2 separate regions of the Mus musculus genome follow, and region 1 is linked to region 2. The links are chromatin contacts, called in public HiChIP or PLAC-seq maps. All regions are on one chromosome and are shown on one strand. Each heading gives the region's core, a stretch centred on a gene start, on an enhancer-like site or on the middle of the called end of the contact. The rest is flanking DNA. Distances are from core to core; before and after follow the strand shown. Region 1 holds the start of 1700029J03Rik (RIKEN cDNA 1700029J03 gene). Region 2 has its middle 58 kb from the start of Gm30474.

Region 1 (7,690 bases), core at 3,451-5,950, 390 kb before region 2:
ATGGAAAACTTCCCGTTACCCCTTTAAAATACACCGATGGGGCCTGGAAAGATGGCTGGCCAGTTAAAGGGTGATGCTCATAGGCACATGCTGTTGAATCTCCAAATCAGGTTTTCTTTCGCAAAGTTTTGTAAAGTTTTTGCTGTTTTGTTCAAAGGTCTAAGATGAAAGGGCTCTGTGTTTGTGTGTGTGTGTGTGTGTGCGTGTGTGCTTATTATGGTGTGTACATTTGTGTGTTTGTCTACTATGGTGTGTGTGCGCACATATGTACCTACTACCATGGTGTATATGTTTGTGTGTGTTCATGTATCTTTGTATTTGTGTGTATGCCTACCATGGTGTGTATGCTTGTGTATGTGTGTATATTTGTATGTATATATCTGTGCGTGAGTGTATTTGTATATGTGTATATTTGTGTGTGCTTATTTGTATGTGTATGTATTTGTGTGTGTGTGTGCATGCTATGATGTGTGTATGTATGTATTTATGTGTATATTTGTGTATATATATATATATACATATACATATATATATATATATATATATATATATTTGTGTATGTGCTTGTGTATGTATGCCTGCTATGGTAAAAGTATATTTGTGTGTGTATGTATTTGTATGTGTGTGTTTATGGCTCATGGTGTGTATTTGTGTGTACATGTATTTATGCGTGTTTTTGTATATATATATATATATATATATATATATATATATATATATGAGTGTGTGTTTATGTGTGTGTGCCTGCCATGGTGTGTGTGTATGCATTTATGTGTGTATTTGTGTTTATATATATTTGTGTGTATGTTTGTGTGTGTGTACCTGCCAGTGTGTGTATAGGCCAGAAGACAACTTTCAGGAATTGGTTCTCCCTTCCACTGTGTGGATTCTGGGGACGGGATTTGAATTCAGATGGTCAGCTTTGATGGCCAGCCCTCTCACCCACCAAACCATTTGCCAACGTGTTATTAATTATTTAAGCATCTGGCAGTAGGACTGGCTCATTTGGGATGATTTAGTTGTTTCATCTTCTTTGCCTGAAGCCCACCCTCCCCCCTCCCGCAGCCCGGAGGAGGAGCTCCTCCCAGTGGCTCTTTAAAAGATGATCTGATTTACTTCATCACGGAGCCTCATTCCCATGCTTCTGGAAAAACACAGCCTCGGCTAGAAAGTGGCCTGGAGACTCAAACTCCTCACAACTCGCCAGTCAGGAGACATGTGCGCACGCAGAGTCTTTAAAAACAAATTATTTATAGCTTCAATCTTTTCTTTATGATGTGTTCCAATGAGATCCTCATCAGGGAGGCTGGTTTCATATTCCTCCCTGGAAGCCAAGGTATTTGCTTCCAAGTGAGAATTTAAAGAAAAGCCCAGTGTTTGACTTCTCCTTCCTCCTTATCTTTCTGTGGAGCAGATATATTGTGTGAGTGGTCAGCGCCTCTGCCAAAGTCAACTTTTAAAATAGACATAACGTAAGAGCCGCACGCAGCTTCAACTTGGTTCCTGGTGGAGTTTTGTCTCTGGAGGCCTGGCTTCCAGAGGGCGGGTTCGCCAGCCGGGAAGCCTGCAGCCCACGTTCCCCAAGAAAGAAAAATGAGCGCGCCACCCCATCCATCAATAGCATCGCTCCATGCAAGCTGGTGGAGAACTTTGAGGAATACGTGTCCCCACTGGGGGACACATTAAGAACATGGCACTGTGTGACACCTCAGCCGCAGTGAGTCTGGTCTCCTGTGGCCAGTGCGAGGCTAACCTGGCTCTCCTTAAGCAGGGCTCAGTAAACACACACGTCTCCGGCCGATTCCTCCAGGGTCTTAGCCTTCATGGGAGACTTCGATTGTTAATATAGTGTGTGTGAGCAAGCATGTGTGTACGAGCAGGCATGTGTGCATGGGGGTGTGAATAGAGGTCAGAGGGCAGCTTCCAGGAGTTGGTTCCTTCCTTCTACCACCCAGACTCCAGGGATGGAACCCAGTTTATCAGGCTTAGTGGCAAGTGCCCCTTTGAGAGGACTCCGAAGCACCGGGGGAATAAAGTGCTGGCCGGAAGCTGTACTTGCCTCTGAGGCAGAACTTCCGGGGACTTGTACGCTCTCGCAAGTCAGCCCCAGGATTGATGATCAGTGCGGGCCTGGGTTTGAGAATGAGTCACTGCGGATGTTTTAAGGGGTGAAGAGCAAGGCATACTGAAAAACCTTCCAGCCTTCAGATTCAGGGAAGTTGGATACTTCACAATGCAGAGCCGAGGGTCAATTAAAGAATGAACGAGGGAGGAAACATTCCAGCCCATGAGTGGTGTCTGTGATCGACAGCCAGGTTTAATAGCTATCAGGATCTCGCAGTTGGTAGTGGACCTAGAATTATTCCTGTACTCCTAAACATGGCAAAGTCTGCCATCCTCTGTACCCCAGGACTGTGGCTGGGTAAGAAGTGTCCTAATGTTCGCTCCCTGACGCTTAGCGTTCTAGATGAGGCCTTCGGGAGATGATTGGATAGTGAGGTCTCAGACGTCATCTGTGGGGGTGGACAATTGAAAGCCGTGGAAAGTTGAGGAGATGGGACCTTGCCTGAGAAGGTACTTCAGGAACCCGTGAAGGGTGTGGTTTGTCCTCAGCCTCCTTCCCCCATTCTCTTTGCCTCCTGGCAGCTGTGAGGTAAATTCCTCAGCTCTACCCTGTGCCCCTGACCTTGCTGTTCTGCCTCACCTCATAGCCGAGTGAGTATAGACTGAATTCTCTGAAACCTTGTGTCCAAAGACATCTTCCGTCTGGAGCCTTTTATCTGGGTATTTTATCAGAGCCATGGGAAGTTGACTGACACACTGAGACTGTGACTTTAATCTGGAAATAGGGTCTCACAGGCGGCCAGCCTCCGGAGAGGGATCTCAGGGTGAGGTCATGGTGGGTTTAGCAGGAGACTTAACTCCGCTGGCTGGTGTCCTCATAAGGGAAAAGACAGGGGATTTGAGGTGGATGCACAATGGAGACATTGATGTAAAGATGCAGGCAGAGAATGGAATGCTGCTGCCAATGCACGAGTTCCACAGGTTGCCAGTGGCCAGCAGGGTCTACGGTAGAGGCAAGGGGTGAATCCTTCTTCTGGGATTCCAGAAGAGCAGACTCTTTCTTGGCTTCTGAACTTCACACAGCGGAAGGGTAGATTTTTATTACATTGTAGCAATTTGTTCATCAGAAGCCCTGATAAGGGTCTTGGAGACCTCCAGGAGTTTTAATTTTGTTTGCAAGAGGCTCAGCAACTTGCCCAGGCACACACAGCAGAGGCACAGTGGCCCTCAGGGGCAGATGTTCCATCCTGGATGCTGACTTAGGGCTTCTGTTCACTCACGGCTGTTTGTAGAGCATCTCATATGTACCGAGCACAGAGACAGATGCTGGCCAGACCTCAGGGTAAGCAAGGCACATCTGACTTGTCATTCTGGGGCTTTTACAGTCCGAAAATGTTAAGAAAGACTGCTATGTGATAACATCGGAGTATAGGTCACAGTACTGGGGACAGTGTGTGTGTGGCTGGAGGGTTCAGAAAGTCTCCTCAGGGTGATGGAGCTTCAGTATGCAGAGACGGTGGAGAGCAGAGAGCTTGTGTGCAGTGGTGGGTAGAAGGCCAGGTTTTTATCTCCAGGTCAGGCAACGTCTTCAACAAGGATGCTAAGTCTCTTCAAGGACCATAGAACAAGATGAATCCCACCAACTGCCTGCCGCTTCTAACTTTTTTTCTAGATAACATCTTTAATCAGAGAGCCACTCCTGCTCTTCAGCTCTTCAGCCAAGCACCTCAGAGGAAGCTGAGCCCATGTGGAGTCCCCAGGGGTGGTCGAGTGATAATGTCACTTGTGCCATATGTACCCCCTTGGCAGAATGACGGATATGCAAACTAATTCCAGCTCATAGAGTGTAAGGGGAGGGCCCGAGGAGCGGCTCACTGGGTGAGAGGCCAGCATGAGAACTTGACTCCTGATCCCTGATATTTGTACAAAAACTCCAGTGTTTTCAGGCCCAGCACTGGGGGCAGAGACGGGCCAATGCAGAGAGTGTGGAACAAACCAGCCTGCTCAAAGCAGCAGATTCTGATTCAGAGAGATGCTGTCTCAGGGCAGCAAGGTAGAGAGGGAAATTACCGAATGCCTCCCCTCCCCCAACACTCACATCCTGTAAGAGGATTTCTGGCGGAGGCAGAGATCTGGATGCTCCTCCCTTCAGGCTGGAGAGGCAGAGAGGAAAACTCACGTTTCTAGAAATGTAGCGTCTGCCACAGTGACAGACATTTCGCTACCACCCACAACAGTGACAGACATCTCGCTACCACCCAGCAGCTGAAGCTCTCCCAAGGGACAGGGTTCTTGCTGGCCTGCTGGCCGCGTGGTACCACTGCCCAACTGTTGTGTTAGAAGGTGGCTTGTATCTGGACAGATCACACCACAGCAGCACAGCTCTATGAGAAGAGATTTACTGGGGAAAGAGGGGGTGAGGAGGAGGAATGAGGGGAACAAAGAAGGGGAGAGGGGTCTGGGGCCCTGCCTTTTATTCAGGCCGGGATGTAACCATGAATATCAGGTGCGCAGGTGAAGTGCGCAGGTGAGGCGCACATTGGGGGGGGGGGGGGGGAATGATGTGTGGCGGTTGCCATGGCAACAGACGCATGAGCGTCCCTGTTGCCTAGGGGTGACCTCATCGCTGGATTCCGAGGCGACCAGTTTCTGATGTCAACACCATTGCTTACCTTTGAGGTCTCTTTAATGTATTGTTATTTTGGCCAGTGGGAATCACTGCTGCTGGCGAAAGCATGGGGCTTCCTGGAGGAGGAGACCTGGTGACCCACAGGCTGTCTGAAATGGTCTGAAAACGAGCAGAAGTTAGGCCGATGTAAGTAGAGTGTTGTAGGCAGAAAGCACAGTCCCCGTCCCCGTGTGGTCGAAGACACAGGACAGTCCTGACTCAGAGGTAGTACGGATCACAAGGAACAGAGGTGGGGGGGGGGGGCACGGGGACGGAACGCCCTTTCTGACTCTCAAGATGGGCTCATCATGTTTGGCTCACGAGGCGCTGAGGTCCTCACTGAACTCAGAGGGAGTTTGAGGGAGTTTGGGCGTCGCTCTAGAGAAGATGGATGACGGTGGAGTGCCGTGTGATGCTGGTGCACAGCCCGCTGCTACCCAGGTAACCACGGTGGCCCTTGAACTCGGTTCCCCTGGACTCTCAGGACTTACTTGGGTGCCGTTCTCTTCTCTCTCAGCTGCCCGTCTAGGCTGAGTGCCGCCCTGAGCCCTGTGTTGGCCTCAGTACTCCATCAGGTCCAGCCCCCGGTCTCCTGCTTCGGTTTGTCTTTGTCCTGTGTTGGGTGTGCTGCTTGGACTCCTTATTCTCTCAGAGCGACCAATTGAGAGGCAAAGAGCAGAATGAGCGAGCGGCTTCCAGCACACTCAGAGTGAACCAGAGGCTGAGGGCACAGCCATTGTCCCTGCCTCCCATGAGGATCTATTTGAGGGGCTGGGCCTCCCTCAATGCCTGGTTTTGATAGGCCAAGAGCCATTGTAAATATATGAAACTGTCACTGGTATAGCCGAGAGGTGGAAAGGGAAGGGCTGGCTAATGGAGAGTCAACTGTGGACATCCAATTCTCCCCTAAAGGCAGGGTTGGGAGGGTGCTGGATGCAACAATGAGGACCTGAATCTAGATTGCCAGAACCAAGGGTAAAAAAACAAAAAAATCAAAAAACAAAACAAAACAAAAAACAAACAACAACAAACGACAACAACAACAGCAAAAAAACCAAAAACCCAAAAACCCAAAAAAGCCTTGCATGTGGCACACACACACACACACACACACACACACACACACACACACACACTTGAAGGGGCTGGAGAGATGGCTCAGTGGTTAAGAGCACTGACTGCTCTTCCAGAGGTCCTGAGTTCAATTCCCAGCAACCACATGGTGGCTCACATCCATCTGTAATGGGATCTGATGCCCTCTTGTGGTGTGTCTGAAGACAGCAACAATGTTCTCACATACATAAAACAAGGAAATCTTAAAAAACAAAAGCAAAACAACAGCAGTAAAACAAACAAAAATTCCCAACTACTTTGGAGGCAGGGAGACAATAGCTCCCCAAGCTGACTTTTTTTCCCCCTTCTCAAACTGTTCAGTTTGTCTGAGGAGGGGCACAAGTGGCCGGAGGCCAACACACCAAGGAGTGCTGACCCCAGCTCCCTGCTTCTGGGAAGCCTTGGAGGAAATCCTTTGGCACCAAGCAAGCAAGCAAACACACACCCAAACAAAACAGCAGGAGAAGCCCCACACCGAAAAGTTTCCACTTGCAAACATGTTTTTGTCACGGCCAAAGGTTTAGGATTGCAACATTTTGGGCGTCTTTGGCCCTAAACTCAAGGACTCTGCAGTTTTCCCAAAGCACCTAAAATAAAGAATTCTCTTTGGCAAAAACAGTATGTTTGTAAACAGAACGGTTTTATTTTTGAGAAACTCGATTCCTGCTTAGATGTAGCAGATTCTGAGTAAAGTCCCTGAGGCGATTTTCCATCTGCCTCCCTCGTTCCAGATTGTCCGTGGCGCAGGTAATGCTCATCTCCTTTCCCGCCTGTGTGTGGTTTTCATTAGCTGGGTGTGTGTCTGGAATGTGTGCCTGTTGGCCAACTGCCGGGTTCCTTCTGATGTTGGAGAGAAAGGTCCACAGATGAAGGAAGCCCTGGATGCTCCCAGACTGGGTTTCTCATGCCAGGACCCTGAGGCTGGAAGCATCCTAGAGGGGTCCGACCTCCTCCACGCATGGCCGGAAGCCTGCTTCACGCAGCAGCAACGTCAAGTCTGACCAGTTTGTTTTCTAGCTGATTCTCTAACACTTCATTGCTGAAGATGAGTTCTATCTTTCTATCCCAGCCACCAACGCATAATCTATTTAACACTCTGTCTCTATCAGCCTTGTTTGAAGGAAGGCGGCAGAGTAGCCAAGGGTCCCTAAATGAATAGACAAGGCCCCCGTTGGAGATGGAGATGTCAACAAACGGTTATTTCTCACCCTGTCCCCATGCCTCCTCTGTCTGTGTTACCTTTGTGTGTATTGTCTATCTGTCTCCCTTGCTATCTATTATCTACCCATCCATTATCTATCTGTCTGTCTGTCTGTCTGTCTACCTACCTAATCCATCCATCCATCCATCCATCCATCCATCCATTATCTATCTATCTATCTATCTATCTATCTATCTATCTATCTATCTATCTATCTATATCTCTGTCTGTCTGTCTACCTACCTCATCCATCCATCCATCCATCCATCCATCCATCCATCCATCTATTATCTATCTATCTATCTATCCTATCTATCTATCTATCTATCTATCTATCTATCTATCTATCTATCTATCATCTATTTATCTATCTATCTTTGTGTCTGCCTACCTACCTAATCCATCCATCCATCCATCCATCCATCCATCCATTATCTATCTATCTATCTATCTATCTATCTATCTATCTATCTATCTATCTATCATCTATCTGTGTCTGTCTGTCTGTCTGTCTACCTAATCCATCCATCCATCTATCATCCATCCATCTATCATCTATCTATCATCTATATGTATCTATCCTATCTATCTATCTATCTATCATCTAGCTATATCTATCATCTATCATCTATCTTTCATCTATC
Region 2 (7,760 bases), core at 4,016-6,515:
TGGACACAATTCACATTCCAATGATTTGTCCTTTTAAAGTATGCATTGCAGTGGCTTTTATCATATTTTTAAATGTAATTAGAATTAGTTATTTGGACCAAAGGAATGGCTCTGTGGGTAAAGGAGCTTGCTGCCAAGACTGACAATCTCAGTTCCATACCAGGAAACCAGGTGGTAGAAGGACAGAAATGACTCCTGAAACTGTCCCGTGATCTACATGCATGCATGTACACACATGCACACACACACACACATGCACACACACACACACACACACACTCACTCACTCACACACACACACACACACACACACACACACACTCACACATACACTCACATACAATAAAATTAAAATATGATCTTAAAAGTTTAGAATTGGGGCTGGAGAGATGGCTCAGCAGCTAAGAGCACCAGCTACTCTTCCAGAGAACCCAGGTTCAATTCCCAGCACCCACATGGCAGCTCACAACTGTCTATAACTCCTGTCTCTCACACAACCATATATGCAGTCAAAATACCAATGTACATAAAATAAAAGTAAATAAAATGTTTTTTTAAGGTTTAGAATTAATCATGTAGTAATTGCAGAATTAATACTTAATGTATCTTATTCTAGAACAGGCTCATAGCTCCCTAAACAACTTCAAGCCCACTAGCCCTCATTCCTCACACACCCTTTCCCAGATCCTAGCAACTCTTGATCTGTCCTCTTCCAGGCTCGTAAAGAATGGCCTGCTCTAGGCGCTTCATGTGATTTGAGTCCTATGAAACTCATTTTTTTCAAGCCTGGCTTCTTTTACCTGGCATTGTGATCTAGGGCTATCCATGTTGTAGCATGAAATATTACTACTGCATTGCCTCCTTTGTAAGTAAGATTCTATTGCATGGAAACGTACCCGTTCTGTTGATAGATTCCCCAGTCGTTGGCATGTGGAGGCCAGATGCTGGTTTTCTGGTATCTTCCATCTGGCTCTGACTGGTCAGCTCAATGTGAGTTTATCTTGAGAGGCCTGGAAGCATCATCTTTTGGACCATGCTCTGTGGGATTCCCCACCCCAGACATAGGCATCACTCGGGTGCACTGAGTTCTAATCCTGATTTCTTTGGGATGCAAATATGCTGGCAGGCACTGGTGGCCGTGGGAGTGGTCACTCTGATTAAGAGACACTGGAAATGTACCTGTAAAGTATTTCTTCCCCTGCCTTGGCAGGGCACTACCTACCTTCTTATCCTACTGTGTATTTATTAACTCACACATCTCAGAGCAGACTCTGCCATGGAGCATATAGAACACCTCTGTGAACATGCACATGACTACACGTCCCATGCTGTGCATTGAGGTGGGTGCCACGGCAGTTGGGTAGAGAGCCTCATGGCAAGAGATGCCAAGAGTAGCCAAAGTAAGAGGAAGTGGAGAAACGATCATACAGTGTAGCTGTCGCAGACAAAGACAGGGGCATAGGCTCTAGGTGGCTAAAAAGAACACCAGGGGACTTAGTGTGGAGGAGGGAAGAAGCCATCTAGAGCTTATAGTTCTCAGTGATGACTTCGCAGTTTACTTTTTGGTTCTGTGTTCCCTGTGTGCATGCGTCTAGATGTAACAGTGAGTGAGCCTACAGGTCAGAGTACGGGAGGCCGACCCTCATATTGAAAGCTGGAACAGATGCAGGTTTAAATTGTAAAGAGACATTTCTCCTGGTACAACACATTCCCCAGGCTCAGACGTTGGTGAAGCCTGCTACATAGTTACTTTGTACTGTTACATTTCTCCTCCTGGGGAACTCCTCTAGGCAGCTGGGTCATACCCAAAGAGAACACATCTTTGTTGTAGAATTTAGCTCTGCCCCTCCAGGCGTCAGAGAAAGGGAGCGGTGACCAATCACAGCACTGACAAGCGGCAGGTGGAGCGCACACGTGTACAGCTCACACTGCGCTCCTATCCTGGGCCACTCTTTATGGAATGGTGGATTCTCAGGGCTGTTTGTGTAATTGCTTCTTGTAAATGAGCTGCTATTCTGGAAGGCTTTCCGGTAAACCGCTCTCCTTCGCCATCTGGTATCCAGTTGTTTTAACCGGGTTTCCAGTATCTGCCTGCATCAGCCCTTAGGAACCTTTTAAACCTTCGCAAAATGAAGTCATTGAAGTTTACACGTCCAGTCTCACAGTTGTTCAGAGTCACTTTGAAGCGAAGGCACGGAGGGCCTGAGAGACAGGAGGAGACATAGAGGACTCTGCTTATCCCTGTCTCAGGTGGTCAGACTGGCTGGGTACCACTGAGGCTGCAGTGGCTCCTTCCCTCTGCTTTGAGCTTGGGAGACTCTTGCGATGAGGAGGTAAGGAGGGAACTGCTGATGATAACCCGGGAAGGAAGTGACTGTCTTTGGATCCAGGTTAAACCAGATCTGCAAATCTTCTCTTGGAGCGAACTGTCTGGTCACCCCGTGCCCACCCTGACTGTTGGTTCTTTCTTGTTGCATCCCCTTTCCTGCTTAAAACACACCGTGCTTGGAAACACAGGAGCAGAGAGATGCGAGCATGTGCGCACTGCTAGCTCTAAGTTCTGCTGTGTCTCCCTGGGCATGGGGACCACTGTGTGAATACAAAACACTTGAGATGCAGATGAGAATCTAGGTCCAAAGACTTTGGCTCTTGGACCACATGGCCTGTCTCTCTCATCTCCAATTCTAATGACTACAGATAGCGTAGGCGTCTGGAAACCTGAGGAACAGGGAGCCCTAATTATAAAGAAAATCTAAACCTTTCTTAAAAGTTTTTTTTCCCCCCTGAGGAACTGTGGAGAGATTTTCAAATGATGTCCTAAGGGAAGGTCCCTCCCCCTGGGTCCTCCTGTTTGTCAATTTTTGTCCCCTGGTGTGTTGATGTGTCCGCTTTTGTCTGCTGGGAAAAAGCCGGGTTCATATTCCTGGGCGTGAGAGTAATGCTCACTCTCAGCACGGCTCTTCTCACCTGGGGTTGGCCTCCCGAGGGAGCATGAGCTGCAGACCCGAGAGGCAATGTGGGGATCACATCCACGCCGCCCAGGCAGGCTTCCTCCATACCCACCCGTCATGACCTGGATGCTAAAGCCCTGTCCTTGGGGGGCCTCTGCCTCCCTTGTGCTGCCCCCTCCCTCGCCGGCTCCTCCAAGCTCTGCTGATCTCTCCATCCTCGTTGGCTTCCTCTCCAAAAATCTCTTCCTCCGAGCCACCCATCCCCTCAGCCACTCCCACACTCTTCACCTCGGTGAGCTCTCCATCAGCCTCTGTCTTGTGGCAAAGGTGTAGTGCCTGAGCCAGGAGATCAAGTCTTGCCTTCCTAAAGAGCTGGGGTAGAGACGGTACTGTCTTTGACATGATGTAAGAAACGCTTGAGGTAGCAGCCTAGAGGTGGGGACATTTGAACCCATTTCTATTTCCTGCCTATTGTCCTGTGCCTGAAATTAAGTTATCCTTGCGTGAGAGACGTAAGCAGCTTCCTTGGAACGCCTCATTTTCCTTCATATTCAGTGGCATTGTTTAATTCACTTGCCTTGCTTCTTTAAGTTATATACAAAAGTGTCTGGTACCCAAAGAGAGACTTCAAGATGGACAGTGTTGGCAGACGTGACACTGTGTTATCCTTGCTGTTTTCTGTTAACCCGGGTAAACGATGCTCCACTTGTGGTCTTCCTGAAACCAAGAAGACAGAGCTTTGTCATTAAGCTTGACTGTAAGGCCCGTACAGATGAGTCTTGTTGAGGTTGTGCCCTGCAAGGTTTCCTTCTCTTGTGAGGCTATGCCGGGGCCTAGCAAACATAGAAGTGGATGCTCACAGTCAGCTATTGGATGGATCACAGGGCCCCCAATGGAGGAGCTAGAGAAAGTACCCAAGGAGCTAAAGGGATCTGCAACCCTATAGGTGCAACAACAATATGAACTAACCAGTACCCCTGGAGCTCGTGTCTCTAGCTGCATATGTAGCAGAAGATGGCCTAGTCCGCCATCTGTGGAAAGAGAGGCCCATTGGTCTTGCAAACTTTATATGCCTTAGTACAGGGGAATGCCAGGGCCAAGAAGTGGGAGTGGGTGGGTAGGGGAATGGCAGGGGGAGGGTATAGGGGAAGTTGGGATAGCATTGGAAATGTAAATGAAGAAAATACCTAATAAAAAATAAGAATAAAAAAATAGAGTACTGGAGTCCCTGTGAAACTGGATCCTGTCACTGGGATCAGTAGAGTGGTTTGAACCGGGATCCAGGAAGTATATGTGTTGACACCTTAACCCTAATTCCTGTTCATGGACCTCAGAGGATTGGAGGTGGCTAAGCTTGGCTATGGTTATCAGGGTGACATCCATGGGAGACTTGAGGGGTTTTGGAAGAGCAGATGAGAGAAGAAGTGGACACTTTCTAGCTCCATGCTACACCACACACTTCATTATGACTACTTAACATGAAGCCCTCATTGGACACCAAGCAGAGACCAGGCCCTGGTTCATACTCTTGGACCTCTCAGGCCCCCATGAGCTAAATAAACTTCTCTCCTTTATAAATTACTCAGCCTTTACCTTTTGTTCTTAAATCAACGGAAAGTAGCCAAAGGTCAGAAACATGGCCAGGACCCACCCAAAGGATTTGGTCCCTTTGAAGACTGCAGTTTAACACAACTGTCACTGCCAACTCCTTCCTAAATTACGTTCTTCATCCACCCGGTACCCAGGGCACTCAGCATGATCTGCAGTGGAAGGGAACAGCTCGTAAGAAAGGATGCGGCATCTCCCTGAACAGCTCTATTTAACAGTACCATTGCGGGCCGGAGAGGTGGCTCAGGGGTTAAGAGCACTTGCTCCTCTTCCAGGGGACCTGGGTTCAATTCCTAGCACCCACACAGAGGCTCACAACTGTCTTTAACTCCAGCCCTAGGGGATCTGATGCCTTCTTCTGTCCCCTACTACCCACACATAGACATCCGTGCAGGCAAATATTCACACATATTAAAAATAATTTTTAAAGTAACATAGCATAAGAGTTTTACTAGTTTTCAGACTAAATTCCACAATTTTAAGGTTCTGTCTGAGGTAACAAGAGGCTGTCCTGCCGGTGACACAGGCTTAACTGCCTGCTTAAGCCAGCCTTGGAATCAGCATGGTCCTGTGGCTCTGTAAAGGGCCACACTGGGGACAGCGAGGGAGCACAGAGTCTGTTTTGCCTGCTCACTTCTCTGAGGAGAGACTCCAGAGATCTGCCTGCAAAGACACATTCCTGCCATAGCCTGGGTGCGCTTGCCCTTTAAGGCGGGACTGGATCCAGCGTGAATCGCAGACTGTGCCGAAGACCTTGTCCAGTATAAGCAGAGCAGGCCTGGAGTTTTAGTATTTGGGTGTTCCAAGGCAACATTTTGCTGAGAAGTATTAAAGTGTAACCAAATCTTACAGAGAACACACTGTTCCTGCAATATTTCCAGGGCATCTGATCAATGGGGGATATGAGAAAGAGAAATAAACAAAAAATAAAAAATAAAAAAAAGACAGAGAACGGAGCAGGCAAGCGTGCTCACAGGAAACCAAGCAGAGCAGAGGAAATGATTCTCAAAGTAAATACAGATAGCCGAGGAGAGAAAGCTATGTCTGTCTGTCTTGCTCTGAGCCTGGGTCAGGCTACGGGAGTCTGGTGGGGCTATGCTGGGGATTTTTATCTGGAGCCTCCTCTCTCCATAAGCTCAGCTGTCAGAGGCAATGCCAGGAGCAGCCAAGACAAAACCCAGTCAGGGAAGGAGGTACGGTTGCAGGATAAAACAGTATGGGAGCTGAGGGCTGGCTGCCAGCAGGCCAGGCATCCCTGAGACCCAGCAGGAATTTTACTTGAAAGAAAGCAGGGCTCTTGGTGAAGGGTGTGGATCCGATCATTGATGTGAACTCAGGGGACTCACCCAAGAGGACTCACCCAAGAGGACTCACCCAAGAGAACTCTGTGGCTTAAGTCTTGTCAGTGCTAGAATAGTTTCCTACTCACTGGGCCCCAGAACACACAGAATACCTTCTGGTATCAGGGACATGTGTAGAACATGACACCTACAGAGGGCGGGCTCTCGTCCTCAACAGCATTGACACAGGGTCACATTGTTCCTGGCTGTGGGACAGTCATGGGGATTTTTATGGCAGTGGGCAGCAGCCATGGCTTCTTCACAGATACTAATAATACTTCCCCTATAGTGTCCCCCCCCAACCCCGACCCCCAATGAGTTTAGACGTTGTCCCTGGGGATTGGTAGGAATGGTCACAATCACCACTGGTTGAGAAACCATGCTACAGATGAAGGAACCTCAACCCAGAAAACACACATGGTACCTCTGAGGCTGTGCAGGGAGAAGCTGCGAAACCAGATCCTCAGAGAACCGGATCTATCTGGAGCTTTTGTCTTGCAACAGAAAAAGACCACCCTGTCCGGTCAGCCCTGAGCAGTCGGGAGCCTGGACTCCACGTCTTCTTTGCTGTCTCTCTGTCAACTCTGTTGCTCCATATCTTTGAGTCTTGATGTATCAAAATGGGTTTTGATGAGAACATCAGCCTACAGGGTTCTGGGCTGAGTCCAGCAAAGCTACACAAAGCAGGCAGGGCATGAGGCGAGCAAAGAGTGTCGTGTACAACTTCCTTGTAATCTGACACAATTTCCATGATTCCTAACTCAGGTCAGGTTCTTATTCATGACCTTGGCTTGAATGAGGTGTTCCTTTCTAGCTTTTAGGTGGTCCCTTCTGTCTGGGATACTTCCCACCAAGCTGTTCATATGGCTTTCTCTTCCTCACATTAGGAGATAGTTCTCTTGCATGTCCACAGAGAAGGTAGAGGGTTCTTTTTTTTTTTTCTTGAATGAATATGGCTTTATTACAGACAAGATATATGACAAAGTTCTCCGTGTGGTAAAGTTCATAGGTAACAATAATTTCAGAATGACATGCACACGAGATGCCCTGTATGGACACACTTACAATTGTGTAACACATAGTACTAAGAGAGGCATCAGGAACTGCACTTGTATGACACTCAGGACTGAACGAAACATACATCTGCATCATTCAGACCTGTCATCTACCCACACAAAAAAATGCTCAAACAAGAAGCCAGCATCCTCGCCCCTTCAGTGTTAGACTCACAACTTCTGAGACTTTGCATTTACCTTTATAGCGGAAACTTTTCAAATATAAGAATTATGCTACAGATTCCCCACAGGATTTTCTTTTCTTCATATATATATGAGATCTCCAGTAACCTTAGTTGGATATGATTTTCTTTTTCTTGAGACAGGCTTCTTATACTGCTTCCCTATAGTAACCCCAGAGCGGTAGACAGAAACAGCAGCAGTGGGCAATCTGCTGGGTAGAAAGCCTGCCTACAGGCGCCCATGAAAGTATCAGACAGTAAGGAGTTTCCTTAGAGAATGCCTTACAACCTAAACTAGGGCCTCATTATGAAGTCAAAACCCACTGAAGGACAGCTGTGTGCCTAATTTACCAACCGAATGGAAGCTGTCCCTTACTCTTGGTCAGTACTGAGAAGTGGCGACCAGTTGGGAAGTAGCTGGATCAGAAATGTGATACGGGACAATCACACCGACAGCAGTTTGCAATATAAGTTTCCAAGTTTGAAAAGACGAGTTAAGCGACTATAGGTCAGGGTTCTCGAGACTCAAAACGGTAAAAAACCTGTGTCAAATGTCTTTATGTTCGTAAGAGGACATAGTAATGGACTGAGGGGTCCTGGGTCCATTCTTCATCAACTGTGTTA

What was found. HiChIP or PLAC-seq counts read pairs in DNA pulled down with a chosen protein or histone mark.
Region 1: an H3K27ac HiChIP or PLAC-seq map of heart atrium shows a contact between it and region 2, with 7 times the contacts expected there. The contact joins the promoter of 1700029J03Rik here to the enhancer-like site in region 2. A contact is called at or near these places in 2 of 39 promoter capture datasets (the SN4741 cell line and embryonic stem cells), 1 of 484 Hi-C or Micro-C datasets (embryonic fibroblasts), 3 of 115 datasets of contacts at active chromatin or transcription factors (embryonic stem cells, heart atrium and large pre-B cells) and 1 of 9 other capture datasets (embryonic stem cells).

What each region holds. Positions count from the first base shown.
Region 1 is chr16:93,455,882-93,463,571 of GRCm38.p6, reverse strand. It overlaps 1700029J03Rik (RIKEN cDNA 1700029J03 gene), which reads left to right and starts at 4,700. Exons shown (of 3, transcript NR_040494.1): 1 at 4,700-4,879.
Region 2 is chr16:93,069,871-93,077,630 of GRCm38.p6, reverse strand. No RefSeq gene overlaps it. Among named protein-coding and RNA genes, the nearest start is that of Gm30474, 58 kb to the left of the region's middle. Within about 2 kb of position 5,265, at least 53 of the 459 cell types and tissues checked have an H3K27ac peak or open chromatin away from gene starts, as enhancers often do. A contact at or near this core is called in heart atrium, where this site is marked.